Linked DNA regions of Arachis hypogaea: region 2 is linked to region 1. A link is a contact called in public Hi-C data. All regions are on one chromosome and are shown on one strand. Each heading gives the region's core, a stretch centred on a gene start, on an enhancer-like site or on the middle of the called end of the contact. The rest is flanking DNA. Distances are from core to core; before and after follow the strand shown. Region 1 has its middle 13 kb from the start of LOC112796451. Region 2 holds the start of LOC112796452 (protein LATERAL BRANCHING OXIDOREDUCTASE 1).

Region 1 (6,406 bases), core at 1,884-4,383:
TGCCGCTTCCTCCACCTTTCTAGCTTTATGTTGATCAGGAAGGTACATAATGAATTTCTGTTGGCTGTTCGCTATTGGCAATAGTTGGTTGTGGTTGTTAGCTATTCGCCAAATCGCCATGGCTGCTACTACCACATCTATTGTCACTACCACCATCTTTACTACAGTATTATTGTTTTAACTTCTAACATTTTAGGTGGGAATCTTGTTAGACAATGTTAAATACTACTCCCATAATCATTTTTAGTTTATGTGCGCATATAGATTAAGAAAATGATTGAAAAATATTTAAGTTAAAAAAAATTACAAATTGTATTTAGCATTGATAGTAGTATTATTAGAAGAGTATTAAATAGGACTGAAAAAATAGGTTATATAATCAATCAGGGTATAATTGGTCAAATTTAACATATTCAAATTTATTGTTTTTATTTTTTTATTTTTTTAAAATTTTCAAAACAGAAAAATTGAAAATGGAAATAGAAACCAAAGAGATGCTAAAATTTAGAAATTGGCATTTAATTTATACTAGATTAGTTTACAGACCACATCTAAATGAACACAGATATTTAGAGGTATATACCTCCCGAAAAAACCTTAAGAATATCATGGGCGTCTAATCATAGATTCTCAATGTTGGCTCCATTTCCATTAGTGTCTCGCTATGGTCTCAATGTTGGCTCCATTTGTGGACAAATCAATGCCCCATGAGATGTGTTCTAGAAAAATATAAGTGCGTCAAGGGAGTTCCTCTTGAACCGATGAAAAGAATCAACTTTGATCTCATATTTTTCACCAAATAATTTGAAGTTGCATGGAAGTTAATACCAAAAAAAAAATATATTAGGGAAGTTAATCAATTTGGGTTGTCGAGTAGTTAGCTTACTCATCCGTTTAAGCAAGTTTCGGGGCTTCAAATTATGTTTTGTATATGCAGTAATTCTTTGGCTAATGGTAGATCCTTAAATGAAGTTTAAATTTGCAGTAAATTAATTTTTAATTTGTCAGGTTAAAAAATATCGTAAAAAACAAAAAAAAAATCTTAGGGAAGTTGGAGGGGACACAGTACGCATAGTGGTGGGAAAGAGATAAAAATGACCCACTTGTAGTACTGATGCCAAGGGAGGAGACACTAGAAAGTGCTACAAATGGAACTTGAACAAATTCACCAAACCTAATATTGGTGTCAATTACCAGTGAATGAAGCAATATAAACGGTTTGCATTATTCCCCTTGACACTGGCCTGACCCAAGAAAGCACTAGTAGCGAGTTCCTTGATGAACTTGGATATTCCTCCTATAGCTTAAGCACTTCATCTCCCCCAACGGTTGTACATGCTCTAAAATCTGCAAATTATTCAATCATTGTTTCAATGCTTCCTAATGCGACGTTCAAATAATTTACTCAGGGTTGGTCAATGGGACCCCTCCACTAGTAGTTGTAGAACTCACCTTTCTCAAACTCAATGACACACATATTGCTCAAAATGGCGAATATAACATCATGCTATTTGCACGTTCGAAAATCTAAGAATTGAAAAAGGACCAAGAAAAACACATACACACTTGTGTAGCACTCAGTTATTCTGTAGTGGGTTATCATTTTATGCAATCATTATTATGGCTACTAGTATTGTCATTTTGAACATAGAAAAGTGAGTATCAATTACACAACTAAAGCTTGGTTTGGTAAAACTTTTGGAAGAGATGTTTATGTTTTTTAAAAACTCAAGTTTCTCATTTTGTGTTTAGTAAATCAAAAAGACCATGTACTTGTACTTACAACTTTTAAAAGATAGGAATACTTTTAAAAGTACCTAAGATAGAGTTTTTTAAATTTGTCTTGTGCTTTTTAAAATTTAAAAATCTAATATAATCTCGTATGTTAACTAATTTTTAAGTTTAATACTTGCATTTATGTCTATCATAGTATTTTTAAATTTTAAAAATTATTTTACCAAATGTAATTATTGTTTGTGTTTATTAAAAACTATTTTTAATTTGATTTAACAAACATAAATGCTATCATTTTTAAAAAACTCTTTTAAAAATTAATTTTTATAAATTATTTTTAAAAAATAAAAATTTTATCAAACTAAACCTAAGAAAACTTAAAGGTGAAAATAAATGGCTTATATATTTAAATATCAAAGTTGGGCCTCATTTACCAAAAACTGAGTACTAGAGCGGGTGGGTGTTATTATTTATTAAAGTTACGGTATAGGGTTTAGAGTTTATTGGTACCATGATATCAACGTCGAACAAGCATTTATCATTAATTAGCTACACAACTTCCCTGCTATTATAGTCAAGTTCCTCAGGTGTATTCATCATATTCAAGTCAATTGTGAATTATAACTTAAGGGGCTAAAAAATTAGATCTAGGTGTTGGATTCCACGTTTCGTAAGACTGAGAAAGGAAGTTGGGCATGATCCACTATGGTAGCTGAGAATGGAAAATTTGGTTTCGAGAATAAACTCCCAAGGTTCCTTGGTTATTTGTCCCGTCACGTTTAGAGAATGACAAACTAAATTGCTAAATGTAATTACTGTGCATGTTAATATATACGTGTTAAAAGATATAATTATTTATGTATTTTTAAGAATTATTTTAAATTTTTAAAATAAGTAGTTTAATGAAAATGCACTAAAAAATCCCAATGTTTCAAACAAATTTTGGATTAACTCTCCTACAAACCAAGAGAGGACGAAATTCCTTCCAAATTAATTATTTGGTTTTCATATATATTAGTTTCCTTCACATTTGATAAACAAGTTAGGTACAACATATTTGTTTGCAAATAAGTAATTTTTTTTATATTATTAACCAATAAACTAATATATATAAGATAAGATTTAAACCGATACTTGTTTAACAGTTCGGATGAGTTAATTATACCTCTAATTTAAGTTTTTTTTCTTTCTTAATTTTAAATTGTAGAAGTCTGGAAGCAAAATTTTGGTTTCCCAGCATGGACCCACAGAGCTATACCCCCACATCCTTGTCTGATAGTGGGGCAGTTAGTCAATGTGTCATATTCCAACAACACTAAAGGCTGTATCTTTTGTTTATTTTTAATTTTTTATTCTTTCCACTGATGAGCATGAGCTCATTGGATTTGATTGTTGCACCTTTTTACTACATTCATCATTCATGCATCAGACCCTATAATGCACAGAGACTAACATGGACATGGAACTTATATCAACCTACCAATTTTAATTTTTTTTTTTGGTGACTTACCAATTTTAAATTTTGATAAGACATAAAAATATATTATAAAATATAAATTATTTTTTGAATAATTTATAATATAAATTAATTTTTAATTATTTTTAATGATATAAAAATTTTAAAATATTTTTTGATAAATAATAACATATATTATTTTTAAATTTATTTTAAAAATATATATTAAAAATAAAATTAAATACATTGACAAATAATAATATTTAAATATATTTAATTTTTTTTATTAAAACATAATTAGACATAGAAAATATGTATGTTGAACAAATATCATATCTAATATATATTCGACATATAAACACGACAATTTTACAAAAGTGTGCAAACTTTATAGATCAAATCAAACCTCTCATCTACAATAATGCACACACTATATATAAGTTTATAACCTCCTTTCGTTGTGCTTCTTTGTCATCTTGAATTACTTGATCGACTACAATGTTGTATCACCAATTAAAGGAATCATTCCGATTTCGAATAAATGTCTAATTTCTGAAATTTTATTCTTTTACAAATAGGTATTTACTTAACAAATTAATGTAATATTACTATTTTTCTTTTTAGTAAGACTCCTATTTTTCAAAGATAATTTTATAATCTTTATAACTCTAATATCTTTTAAAAAAAAATTTCTCAAGTCCAAATGAAAAGTCACAAGTTGGTACTAATCTAAAAAACAGAAAGAGTATATTTTTTTTGCATACAATAGTGAGCATGATCATCTACAAGTTTTTTCTTTAATTATTATCTTTTGGTCCCAAATAATTATATATTCAGACAAAATAGTACAAAACTAAATATTATCTTTTTAACATAGTAGTTTATTTAAATAAATAATTATTTAGGACTGAAAGGGAGTGATTGTGAATTGGCAGCACCAAATCAACAAACCAAAACACTCATAAATGAGATATGTGGGACTGACGAGTGATGAGTGATGACAAAGGAAAAGCTCTCCCCTCTTCGTCTTAGTATTTGGACCTATAGGACAAGCCAACCAATGATTTTGTCCACTTTTTGTTTGTTAATTTTTTTTAAGAAAAAATATAAAATGTTTGTGTGGAAGTGTTCCACAGTCCACATGATTTGCCTTATTTCTTCCTCCTCTTTAAGTAGAGAATTGGTGTAGCTGGCAAGGATCATGATGCATGCTTAATTATTTTTTTTATATATTATTAATTTTATAATTAAAATATGTCACATATTATTTTTTTATTATAATTAAAATAAATTTTTTTCAAAACTAGAAACTTTTTTTTCACTCTTTCTCTTCTTTTATCTCTTTCTTTTTTTTTCTACTTGCTCTATTTTCTAATATATTATTATCAGAATAACAAAATAGGCAGCAAAGATAATAAGCATGTTAAAATTCGCCGGTCCAACCCGTATAACTTACCAAAAAAGCGAGTTAAACTAAAAATTTGAAATCACCATACCTAAAAAGCTCGTCTAACCCGCATTGCCTAAACCATGGACTTTGGTGGGTTTCGGCAGGTAGAGCGGGTTTCTTCGGCGAGCCCAACATTTTTTTTGTCAGGGGCGTTTTCTTTTTCAAATTCTTGAAAAAAACAAAAGCACAACCCGACCCAAAAGAAACTCTACCCTAATTCCGCTCACTCTCTGAAACTCGGACATAACACAACACACTCACACCAATGCAGTATACCACTAGTGACCACACTATCCACACACAGCCACAGGCCCTAGGTCTTAGCCGCTCCCAACCCTACTGCATTTGGCGTCCCTATTCGGCACCGTTGTCGTAGCTATCACCGACACTGTTGGCCCGTTGCTGTCCACTCACATTCACGCTCACGAGTCACGCCGTCTCGCTGCCATCTCATCGTCAGGCTCTGAGTTCGCAGTCTCGCACCTGGCAGTCTGGCACCACCGTCCCACCGCTCCTCGTCCTCGGCTACTCCTATCATAGTTGTCTTGCTGACTCGCCACTGTACCTTGATCTGTCCTCCTGGGTATTTGCCACTGCCACTACTTCGTCTAGCCATCGTCGCTGCTGCTCGTCGGTTTTGGGCTCTTGGCCATCGGCGCTGCTCCTCTGTTATCTCTGGGTCTGCCGTCTGGCCAAAGCTGCTTCTCCTCGCCTCTTCGGTCTTGGTCGTCGCCATTGTTAATCTGGAATGTTGGTTGGTTTTCTTAATGTTTTGAATTTTTTATCCTTTTCTATCTCACTTATATTTACAAAATAATGTGCATGACTAAATTAAACATTAGCATAAGTTTAGGTTTGTATCAGATAAGAGATTTAGATAAGTTTGGTTTGTTTGCTTTGATTGAATTTTACTATTTTGACAAATCTAAAATCTGATGCAAATTTTTTTGTTTGCGGTGTTTTGTTTTGCTTGATTATGGTTTGACTAAGTCAGATTGTATAATATTTGTTTTAACATTTGTAGTTATTTCGGAAAAAATGAATTCTAAAACTGTGAGTAACATTGCTGCTGCTGGAGTTGGTTTTGAGTCTTAGGTCGAGGTTGATGCACCTAGTTCGAAAAGGATCAGACTAGCAACATCTGATGTATGAAACTTCTTCAAAAAAATCGGTCCAGATAAGGATGGAGTAGAATGTTCTGAGTGTAAACGATGCAAGAAGGTGTTTAAAGCTAGTGGTAAGCGATAAAGCACATCTTCTCTAAAACGACATCTTGATAGCTATACTCAAATTAAGCATGAAGATATTGGTCAAACTATAGCAAAAATGCAAAATAAAATGGGTTCACTTAAGATTGATTCAGGAGTTTCTAGAGATATATTTGTTTCTTATGTAGTTGCTGGGGACAAGCTATTCAATATGATTGATGATAGGACGTTTAGAAATTGGGTGAAATGTATAAGTCCAACTTTAAAATTTCCTCCTAGGAATACAGTTAAGGTTGACATAGTGAAAGCTTACAAGAGAGAATGTGCGAGCTTAAAAAAATTTTAGTTTCCATTCCAAATAGGATTTGCTTAACTTTGATCTTTGGACATCCATGAACAATGAGGGGTTTATAATTTGGCTGCACATTTTGTTGATGAGAATTAGAAAATACAAAGTAAAATTCTCAATTTTTGTCACATGCCTCCTCCTCACACGTGATTTGAGTTGTTTTCTAAAATTTTTATGCTTTTGAATGAGTAAAAATTGACTAAGATTTT
Region 2 (6,406 bases), core at 2,375-4,874, 89 kb after region 1:
TATGTGTTACGTAATGTTTACTATATTCTCCATGATTGTATCTTCTAAACTTGCATGGGTGGTTTGCATCAACAAATTCTGGCATTGGACCAAGTTCTACTTCGTAGCTAGGAGCATAAAATGTCACAAGTGAGAGTCTATCTTTATTCTCATTAGCCACAGCTCTATGCTCCACACTCTTGTATTTCCCATTTGTCAGAACCTGCAGCATTAAAATAAATACTCAAATTCATTCCTAAAAAATTATTCGTTTTCTAAAATTAAATTTATCCTTTAAAATTTTAAATAATCGTATTAGTCTTTTAATCATTTTTCTGTTGATGATGTCAAAATTTATTAATATAACACGTTAAATGATATTACAACACACATAAAATTTTTAATTAATTATTAACATTACAAGTTTATGAAATTAAATCGAATCAAAAGTTAATTAGGGAAAAAATTTGAGGTATTAAAATCTCTCAATTTAAAATTTATTTAATCTAATTTTATAAATTTATCATATTAGCTACCAATTAAGACTACTAAGTATGTATTGTAGTGTCAATTAACGTATCACATCAATAAACTTTGACACCATTAGCAACAGAAGTGACGAAATTACTAAAATAACTAATTTAAAATTTTTAAAGAGCGAATTTGATTAAAAAATTTTTCAAAAACTAATTTAATCATTTATCCTACAAAATTAATAATTCTTACTAACAATAACAATAACATATATTTTTAGTAACAGACATTAGCTAAAGCTTATTATGTATCAATTTTGGCTAGAGCCCATCATCCGAAGCTAAGTTTCTAGATCTTTGTAAATGAAAATTACTTTGCAAGGATGAGATGGTAAATTTGGCTACCTCTTAAAAAAATGCACTAAATTCAAACTTCAGTTAAAATTAAGATGTGGTTTGAATTTACTTTGAAAAACTCAGTGCAGGTGAGTAAATGTGTGAGTAGTGTAATAAAAAATAACTTTTTATTTTAAACAGAAGTCTCAATAAAAAAAAAAACAGAGTTTATTCGAATTAAAATTCTCTATCCCTAATGTAAAATAAAAAGAAGGGTCTGGCTAACTTTAAAATTATAAATTGAAAACTTTTTTTATTAAAAATATAAAAAAATAAATTTTTAATATATTTATTTTATATTTATTAAAATATAATATTTAAAATTTTTTACTAATAATAGTAGGTGCCGAAAAAAATTAGATAAAAGAAAAAACTTATTCTTTCCTCATTAAAAAGCAAAGAAGAAAGAGAAATGGAGAGGGCTTAATTACTTCTATGGTATCACCAATGTTGATGACAAGAGCATTTGGAAGAGTGTGAACAGGAATCCAAATACCATCCTTGAGAATTTGAAGCCCCACAGGGCTTCCCTTTGCTTGCTGAAGCACAGTGAGAGCACTTCCATCTGAATGGGGGCTCAGACCCATCACAAGCTCAGGTCTTGAACATGCTGGGTAGTAGTTTATCCTTATTGCTTGCACTGCCTCCCCAAACATTGAATCAAACGCCTCTTCTTTCAAACCTAGTCCTATTGCTATGTACTTTACCAGATTTTCACATAGCTTCCTTACTTCTCTTGAGTACTCTTCCAATGTTTCACTGCCACCACGCACATGACTGTTTAATCATGCATCTTATAAAGTAATTAAGATACGCATTATACTATTGCAAGCATTTTAGGAAACGGTTCTGCTACGTTATCAACAGCATATCTGCCAACTTCTGCCAACTCTTATTTATAATTGTGTTTCATGGAAGTGTGTTCGTGGATGTGTCTAATAAAAATATCTTTTTTATAACTATGTTTAATAGAAGTGTCTTTATAGATATATTTTCTGGATGTGTTTCTTTATATATGTATTTAAAATTATTAATTATTAGACACATCTACTAACACACTTCCATGAAACACAAATATAAATAAGAGTTGGCAGAAGTTGGCGGATAATATGTTGGTAACCTATACTTTTCCTTTAGGAAATGCTACAAAATAAAGTGGTTCGGTGTTTTTAATCGTTGATCTTAATCATAAAATGAGTGATGTTAAAAAACTAAATTTTTTTTAACTAATATCAACTAATTTTTTTAAATTATTTATTTATCTAAAATTTTAAATTCTAAATTATATATAAATCTTAAATCTTAAAATTATAAATCTAAATACTAAAATTAACTAATTAATATTAACTATAGTTATATAGCTGAGATCAATAGCTAAAAATAGTAAAAATTTTTAGTTTTTAATATACGTAAAATATATTTTATATATTATTTATCTTCGTTCTTATCTCATATATCGAATGAATACTATTTTATTATTAGATAAAGTGGGAGTGATTTATAATAAACTAAATATAAATTAACACAATATCTTACACTATAAATATAGATTTATACACAAAATATATTTTTAAAAAGATAATGGAATAAAAGGGTAAGATTAAGAGACAATTATTAATTAAAGATTTTTTTTTGGTTCAAACACACACCCCCATTCACACAAACAAATTTCACTACAATTTAGCTATTGCTGGGTATGGAATCCTGTGTAGGACTTTAAGAAACAACTAAAACTGCCACTCATGCACATGTCTTAGCCACTAATTTAGGGTCGTTACCTGAACTTTTCTGGCTTCTTAGGCCACAGATTTGGATTCCTAGCATGTTGAGGTTCAATTGCAAGAGCCAACATATTGCACCAATCCAACTTTTGGTCCTCTGAAAAAACAAAAGCCTGTCCATACCCTTGGATTGTTCCAGGTAGCATTGGATATTTTTGTTTCTCTTCCAAAGGTAGCATAAAAAACTCGTTGCTCATCTTCTCTATGCTCTCCATCAGATTGAGGTCAACACCATGATTGACCACCTAAAAATAATCACCATACTCAACTTTAATTTTCATAAACACTAATAATAATAAGAGTTTAATTTTGATAAAAAAAAATTACGATTACCAAGTTAAATTTATACATTTAGATGAATGTTTAAATAGAGATTGTAAAAATTAGTTATTTTTACTGATATAATAAATACAAAATTAATTATTTGTATAAAATTTCTTTACACCAAGTTAGTGCATAAAAATTAAATTTCAATAACAATAATATCCTCAAAATATTATAACTGGAAAAGTTAGACAGCAAAAAAAAATAACAAGTATATGTTTTAATTTAGTGTGTGTATTCAAAATTTCAAATTAAATTTCAGTAGATTGTTACCTGAAAAAATCCCCAGTTCTGACAAGCAGTTGCAAGGTTCAGAAGCTCATGAAGGAAGAGTTCATGTGTGTTATGTTTACTAAGATTGGAGAAATCAATGATAGGCATGTGATGATTATTATGTGTTGGAGTAGTAATGATGGGAGCTTTATTAGGAGTTAACGTAGCTATTGTTGGTCTTTCTGTAATGTCTCTCACAAACCTTTGGGGAATAGTGTCTGGCTTAGTCTTACTAAGTTCTATGACATCATCAATGTGTCCAACGTTGATGGGAGAAATAATATGCACTGGAGCCATTGAAATACAATTTTTGGAGCAGTATTTTTCTTATAAATTAAACAAACACTTATTACTGTTATTGCTCTTATCATGACCCTACCCTCGAAACCAACTCTCTATTTATAGTGGAATTTTTAGGACTCCTCACGTGTTAAAAAAGTTGCTCTATATTTATGTGGAGACTTTAGACTTGTTACTTTCGTTTTTAGTTTTTTTTTAAACATACAAATCTACTCTCATATTTATTTTTTGAACATATAAATCTGTCTCTTCAATTTATATTTTAGTATTAAAATTTTTTTAAGTGTGCTAATCGGATCTTCTGATTTATTTTTATAGTGAAATAAAAAATTTCTTTCAACACAAATTAAATCCTCTGATTTATGCACCATGAAATATGATAGTTAGATTTTTCTATAAATTTTATTATTCTTTAAATTTGAGGTCTGATTCGTTAATTAAAATTAAAAATTAAATAAAAATTTATATTAGAAAAAAACACACTAACTAACCATTATACTAGATTACATACAATTTTTTTTTTCATTTCTAAAAGGAAAAGTATAGAGAACCAAATGTCTGACCAACCAAAAAGTGAACAATTTAATTAATTATAATTATTAATAATTATTTTTAAATTTTTTAAATTTAAAATTAAAAAATTTAAAATTGATTAAGTAAACATAATTAAAGCCTATAAAAATCTTTCTCTTCTCTCCCATATTAACCTATCCACTTCAGACAGAGAGAGCCGAAATGAAGAGAAGGATTCTCAAGATGCTGAACCATCCTTTCCTCCCTACCCTCTAGGCCGAGTTCGAAGCCTCGCACTTCTCTTGCATCGTCATGGAGTTTTGCTCCGGTGGAGACTAGCACTCCCTCCGCCACAAGTTCCCTCACAATCGTTTTCTCTTAACTTCTGATTTCAGTCTTTCTCTCTACTCAGATGCTATCCCAGCCGTTCAATTCTCTGATTGCTTCTCTAACTGGGTGTTCCGATAACGTAAAGTCCAAACTGTTCAACTAGACCAGCTCTTCGTGGCCGAATCGGTCAAATCGCAATTCTATCACATCCAATCTCCCTTCGAATCAGTCAAATCGCGATTCCATCACATCCAGTCGGTCTCTGCCTTGCACTTGGTTCAACTTCAGAAATTGTTTAAGGAATGAGTGGTAGAGTACGAGTTGTTCTTGAATAATTACAGAAATATAAAAAATATCCATTTAATATGAAAAAAAAAACATCCTAATGCTTAACAAAAGAAATATCCAGTTATATTTTATATTTATAGAATTAAAAAAAATTATAAAATTCTTAAAGAAATAGAGATATTCACATTTGCAATAAAAAAACTTGAAAAATATATAAAAGAACATCTATTTAGTATGAAAAAGAAACATTCTAATACTTAACAGAAGAAACATCGATGTATATTAACTTATTTTTATTAAGATGAATTTCGAAGTCCAACCCATTAAAAAGTTTGGCAGGTTTTTGACTGAACCCCTTTTAGTTTCCTAGCAAAACTCTTTCTAAAATAATTAACCCACACACTCATCTTTATTATTAATTTATTCTAATTTTTTTAAAATTTAATTTTAATACTATCAGATTAAATAATTTTATACTTATATTTAATTATGTAGTGTCATATAAATAAAATAACTGTTTTTTACTTTGACAACGGAAATAATTGTAAAAAATAGATGTGATTAAAAAATCATAAAATATTTTAAATTTTAGGTGCATCAAATTTATTTATTTATTTATTTATTTATTTTTTAGAATAATATATATGTGCATGCATTTTTTTTATTAGAGACAATTTTGTTTGAATATTTTATTTAAGATCTCATATATGGAAAATGGGTAATTATTCTCTCTGTGAACACTAATTTTTGTGTATCATTCATATCTCTATTATTAGTACTAGTAGATTAATTAATTTATTAATTATTAGATATGTATGTCAACAGGCATATCTTGATATATTCATGAAATGTGCATATTTATTGTTTACTATTTATATATGTCAAAATAACATTGACTAACTCAGATGTGTTTGAGCAACCAAAAAAACACATGTGTTTGAAAATATATATATCTTTAATAGGTGATCATTGAGTACAAAATATATAATTTTCTGATCAACCTTCACTACTAAGCTTTGATTTAAGGATGGATGCATCTGAGATTAACATGGCGAAAAGTTTGGGGGAAGCAGTAGTAAGTAAGTTTCAAATCATAATTCATCCTAGTGTGTCTTTTTTTTTTTTTTTGAAAAAATAAGTATCATTTGAAATTTAAAATGAGTATTAATGGGATTTTTTATATAAAGGTTAAAAAAAATGAGTTTAAATGTTAAAATAAATATCAATAAGAAACACAATTATATTGATATTTAAGAAAAAAAATTTTCTCTTTTGTGAGTATATATGTTGTGACTTGTGACACCAATATATATAAATAAATAATTTGCCAATCAGGCCAGGACCCCTAATTAATGCATTTGGAGGATATTGGAAGACTAAAGTTTCACCATGTCTTTTCATTGGTTATGTATGATACCATAATATGTAGAATTAATTAATTTATCGAATTTTTAATTAAATTTTTAAATTGTCTTAATTAAATTTTTATATTATAATTTTTTTAATTTAATTTTTACTGTAAAAATATATTTAAAATAATAGAATATTCTATTAAAAAAATAAATATGCTTACTATTAGAGTATAAAACCTAACTAATCACATCTTTATATTTCGAAATTCCAAAAAAAATCTGGTTATTTTTACTCACAAACTTACCCCAACTCTTTCGTTGAGCTTCACCGTCAGATCTACTGCACGCTCTTTCTGCTCGTCCGTTATCACTGTGTCCAACGCTTGATATGCTCCAC

The links. Hi-C and Micro-C count contacts between places; a contact is called where the count stands out from the background.
Region 2: a Hi-C map of an unstated tissue shows a contact between it and region 1, with 2.6 times the contacts expected there. The contact joins the promoter of LOC112796452 here to the enhancer-like site in region 1. A contact is called at or near these places in 2 of 8 Hi-C or Micro-C datasets (leaf and an unstated tissue).

Annotation. Positions count from the first base shown.
Region 1 is chr4:19,747,373-19,753,778 of arahy.Tifrunner.gnm2.J5K5, forward strand. No RefSeq gene overlaps it. Among protein-coding and RNA genes, the nearest start is that of LOC112796451, 13 kb to the left of the region's middle. Within about 2 kb of position 3,134, at least 2 of the 3 cell types and tissues checked have open chromatin away from gene starts, as enhancers often do.
Region 2 is chr4:19,835,719-19,842,124 of arahy.Tifrunner.gnm2.J5K5, forward strand. LOC112796452 (protein LATERAL BRANCHING OXIDOREDUCTASE 1) reads right to left here and starts at 3,625. Exons shown (of 4, transcript XM_025838910.3): 1 at 3,227-3,625; 2 at 2,627-2,874; 3 at 1,280-1,607; 4 at 1-202. The coding sequence starts at 3,523. It overlaps LOC140184411 (a long non-coding RNA gene), which reads right to left. Exons shown (of 2, transcript XR_011881015.1): 1 at 6,315-6,406; 2 at 4,086-4,651.